Regions from separate parts of the Arachis hypogaea genome. Here region 2 is linked to region 1. The links are chromatin contacts, called in public Hi-C maps. All regions are on one chromosome and are shown on one strand. The core of a region is the stretch at or near the end of the contact, and the rest is flanking DNA. Distances in the headings are between cores, read along the strand shown.

Region 1 (2,700 bases), core at 79-2,578:
GAGAGCCGAGATGATCACCGATATTAGACCGGCGCAAATGATCCCCACGCCTTGCATGGCGAACACCGCCGCAATGAAAGCGCCACGTGTCCTTTTGTTGGCGTATTCGGACATTATCGTCGCAGAAAGAGGATAGTCTCCACCTATGCCAAACCCTAGCCAAAACCTACATTAGAGGTATTAATTAGTACAAAATTTCTAAAGGTTTAGCTATGCTTTACCAATCATCATCTTTGATTTGTATAGTGATCAGCTAATTTATTTGTTTATATAAATATTGAAAGGTCTATATTTAAATTAAATGAAAATTCAAGTATAATTAATTTTATGTAAAGTTGATAATCGAAAATTATTAAATAATTTAATAAAATTGATAAAATTATCATCTAACAATTATTAACTATCAATTTTATATAAAATTAATTATTCTAGAATTTCTATCTTTAAATTATTATATTTTATATTTTTTAATCATGTTAAATCGTATATCAAAATTAATTATTAATATAAAATATATATTAAATATAAATTAAATTATATATATAAAAATACATAACGAGTAATTTTAATAACTGATTTTGATATATAAATAATATTTTTGATAATTTTTATACTAGTGTTGGTTAGATATGTTGAAAAAAACTAGTATTTGGCACTAACAAGGCTCTAATTAGTAATGAATAAGATTAGTTAGTTGACATTATGGTAATTAATGGAGCTATATATATACGGTGAAAATTCAGGTGAAGTCGACTTCACGTGAAGTTGATATTTGAGAGCCGTTAAATGAAAATTTAGTCAAATCAGTCAAATCATCTAACGGTCTTAGGTATCAACTTCACGTGAAGTCGACTGCACCTGAGTTTACACTTTTATATATATATATATATATATATATATATATATATATATTTTTTTTTGAAGTACCTGAAGAAGCAGAGCGAGGTCATGACGGACTTGGCGGTAAGACCGAAGGAGAGGCCGGAGCCGATGGCGCAGAAAACCATAATGATGAGGGTTATACCGTACACCTTCTTACGCCCCAGCTTGTCACCCAACCAACCAAACACTAACTGCCCTGTGAGGGTTCCAAACAGCGCCACCCCGATCACAAAGTTGTTCACCGTTGTTGGAAGCTTTCCTGGTTTAGGTGAATGTGGGTCGAAGTAGTACAATCGTCCCAGGAGTTTGGAGACGGTGGAGATGCAGAAGAGGTCGTAGGCATCCGTGAAGAACCCCATTCCGGCGATCAGTATGGCGGTTACATGGTACCATTGCGTTCTCGCCGAGTCCAGTGCTTCAAGCACCCCTAGTGATGACATCTTTGATGAGTTAGTTAGTTAGTTAGATATAGTTTAATTCATTATGGTTGTGGATATGTATATATAGTGGTTAAGAGGATTTGATAATTTGGTGTGGGTGAATAATCCTAGGTTGCGGGGGTGGGGGAGACATGAACGAGAAATTTGGATTGGTGATTTATGTGGATGTTGCTGTCTCTTGTTCATGGAATACAGGGTATATTCTTCCATTGCTATATGTTTGATTTTGGAAAATTAGTTAGTGACAGCTGGCTTATGGGATTAATTATTAAAAATTCTTAGAGTCAATAATTTTTAGTATTTTTTTTGTCATTATTTAATAGTTACAGGCACTAAATTATTTTTAATAATAAATAAATTTTTATTAATTTATATATATAAATTTTAAAAAATATGAATATAAATTGTATTAATTATGTATAAAATTTTAATAATTATAAATATAAATTATATATTTTTTATGTATAAAATATTTAAAAATATTGAAAAAATAAATATATTGCCAATGAGTTATAGCTCAAATGGCATAATCTCTCCATACTTATTTAAGAGGTCGCGAGTTCGAATTTTCCTATCTTTAGTAAAAGAAAATATTTAAAAATATTGATGTAACTTATTATTAATTAATTACTGATAAAAATTAATAATATTTACTAACAGAGTATAGTATGGTTCACTAACTATTAGCGTTAGTGGTTACAGTGATGTGCTAGATAGCTAGCTACCTTTTATGTGCACACAACATTTATAGGAGATCGTTAGAATTTAAGAGAACATTGATGCATGATGGTCTAAGATGAAAAATCTACGGCTTTGTCAATGGTCCATTTTTATTGGACTTGAGAATGAGCTTAGCATCTCTTGAAAGCCATGGGATGTGTGTGTACGTATATATACTTTGTGGACATCGAAAGTTTTCTTTTTCTTTCTTTTGGACTTTACTATCATGGCTAGCGGACTTATAGACGACGATCCACTACCACCACGACCAACACCTAGACGCACCACCGATCATCACGAGCGAGACAAGGATTACATAGTAGCTAGTTAGGATTTTATTGTATTGATTTTGGTTTTTTGAATTTTGAATAAAGGTGTATGTTTATTATTTATTTACTTTCGGATAAATTTGCGTGCTATTTTTTTTTTTTAAGTTAGGAATGAAATTTGAACTCGCAACTTCTAGATGAGTATGAAAAGACTATGTCATTTGAATTATAATTTGTTGACAAATTTACGTGTTATTATTATTTGGTTCTATAATTTATTTAGATGTTTTATTTTATAATTTTGTGATATAACAAGTAGCTGAAATATAATTAATATATATTATTAATGTATAATTGTATATATAATAAGAGCTGAAAAAGGTATTAAC
Region 2 (2,700 bases), core at 99-2,598, 99 kb before region 1:
GCATATATTTAATTATTCTCTCTACGGCTCATCAATCAACTTGTTAATTGGTGGATGGTTTTAAGAATTGAAAGATTATTATTCATCAAGTTCAAAATACAATTAGAATAATTTTATAACTAAAATTTCAAAGTTTTTGTTACAACATAAATTTAAAATTAAAAAAAATCTTTATGAAATACCTTTCGAAGAATTAAAGTTATCCTAACGTTGTCTGCTGTTGTGTATTTAAGGAAAGATCTTGTTCATTCTTTGTATGCCAACGTAGTACACACATTAACAGGGCAACAGTGGCATACTGTCAAGTGTCCATTATGTCCTCATCTCGACTCTTCAGGTCTCATGGTCTTTACTTAGTTCAAAATGCTGCTACATGTCCCCCGCATAGTCTTTGAATCTCAAGCCTGGCTCGGCTACTTATACCACCAATAATTCGTCATTCAGGTATAGGTGGTTTAACGGATTTGGATCCTCTAAAGTTTGAATTTCACTTTAGAGAGTAAAGTGTGATCTCTCATCATTAATTTCATAGGTGGGACCAAGAATAAATATGAAAGAGAAACTATTTAAGGGTAGAAGATCACACTTTACTCTTTAAAGTGAAATTCAAACTTTAGAAGATCCAAATACGTGGTTCAACTGCTTGAACCTTCATTTGGCTGTTCAGACTTCAGAGATTCGGGAAGTAAATTAAATTGTTTATTTCGACATTTTTTATTTTTTGGTTTATGTTAAATATATGCTTTATGGTTCAGTTTTATTACTTAAGCCTTCGATATTTTAGATTAAAAACTCGTCTTTAGCAAACATTTTAGTTCACACCATTAAAAACTCGTCTTTATCGGCCTTAGTCGGTTTAGTATACATTATATTAATCATACAACCACTCATTCCAAAAGCTTAAACTGATAAGAAAATGTAACATTAATGATATCTCTAATACTGAATCGGACATCTCTAAACCTCCATTATACACATTGTACACATATTCTATTGGCTTCCTATACTTCCTCTAAAAGTTCTCGAAAATAAGACAGTCCGCACAAACAAGAGAACATTATAAGACAGGGAAAAGACACTTCTCTTGAATCGCCACTAATCAAAGAATTAATCCCACAAGGAGCACTAAGAAAAACATGAAGTTCCAAAGCATTAGAATATCCCAAGACCTCTGCCATTCTGTTACCCTCTCGATATATCTGTAACATCCGAACCTGGCAATGACGATTAAGAACATTAATTTTCAGAATAAGAGTTTCATATACGTGAATTTGAACCCTTTTAGAGTGTACCAATGTCACTTTTTTGGGCTTAACAGCTTTGATGGTCTGAAAGTATCTGACTCCAACAATAACGAATAATAGGGCTTCGCAGCCCATTAATATAATGTATACTAAACCGACTAAGGCCGATAAAGACAATAACTCAACAATACCAACTGCCCAATTCGGACCCAAGAAAATCCCTGACCAAAAAAAAGGGACCCAAGAAAATCAAAGCAAGCTTAAGCCCATCATGAATGCCCAACTAACTTCAAATGTTTGCTAGAATTGCATTGATAACGAGAATCTCCATCCATTTGTCAGAAATTTTGGGTATAAACAAGGACACAACAGAAGATTAGATGCTTTTATTTATGATTTATGAATAGGAAGTGGCAGGTGAGAATTTAGATGAGTAAGATGATAACTGAGAGTTCCCTGCAACTGCAATATAATTGCAGCAGCCAAATTTTATCGTAAGGATTCTGCACCATCTTCTGCCCAGAACGTTTGGTGTAATCTTAAATGCTTCTTCGTTTTAGTTCTTTTAATTAATGTTGAGATCAGTATCATGCATCAAATTCCCTCACACGGGTATTAATTATATCATATAAAAATATTATATATGTTACTTCATGTTGAGTGTATCAGAAATTAAATAGTCAAGAAAGATATGGAGTAGTTTCTTCATGCACAAAAATTTGTAGTCTTTTTTCAAAGACATCAGATTTTCCTTGATTAATCAATTGGTTCAAATATAATAAATGTTAAAAATTGAATAAAACTTTGGTAAAAAAAATATAAAATATATATGCAATATTCTCAATGAATTAGAATGAAATTCTATTTTTTATGAAATCACGGAACTGTTATGCTGCTACTTTCAAAGGCTACGACTACCCTAAAGTGATCTATAGTATAGTGTAGTGCAATTTACTATAAAATAGAATAACAAGAATCTGGTCAAAGTCAACTTTATCGGCGACAATAAATGACTCCTGCCATATCAGCAGCAATTGCCATCAAACGCATATGGGTTGTATGCTGCATTAAACTCATCTTCCATAACTCCAATTCTCCAACAAATATTTTTCTACCAAAATATATTAGGTTTGGTTATAGTTGTTCTAAAAATATATGTAAAAAGTATTAATTAATTTTTATTAAAATAAATTTTAACTCTTTAATATATTTATTATTACTTGTTAAAATAAGGATAATTCATCTCTATAAACCAAAGTAACTTTAAAATTACTTGAATCTCCCTACTACAAAAACGTTACTTAAATGTCTTCGTTCAATAATTCTATATACATCGAATTCATTGAATTCGAATTAGACTTATTAGTAGTAAATCGAATCTAAAGCATTTGAATTACATTATTTCGGGTTCAAACGTAAATCGAAATTAATGAATTCGAATAAGGTTAAGGAGTAC

The links. A called contact is a pair of places that touch in the nucleus more often than the background predicts.
Region 2: a contact with region 1 is called in a Hi-C map of leaf, with 4 times the contacts expected there. The contact joins the enhancer-like site here to the promoter of LOC112763802 in region 1. A contact is called at or near these places in 5 of 8 Hi-C or Micro-C datasets (all in leaf).

Annotation. Positions count from the first base shown.
Region 1 is chr17:122,918,091-122,920,790 of arahy.Tifrunner.gnm2.J5K5, reverse strand. LOC112763802 (low affinity inorganic phosphate transporter 4-like) reads right to left here and starts at 1,328. Exons shown (of 2, transcript XM_025809380.2): 1 at 928-1,328; 2 at 1-166. The coding sequence starts at 1,322.
Region 2 is chr17:123,017,324-123,020,023 of arahy.Tifrunner.gnm2.J5K5, reverse strand. No RefSeq gene overlaps it. Among protein-coding and RNA genes, the nearest start is that of LOC112767130, 4.4 kb to the left of the region's middle. Within about 2 kb of position 1,348, at least 3 of the 3 cell types and tissues checked have open chromatin away from gene starts, as enhancers often do.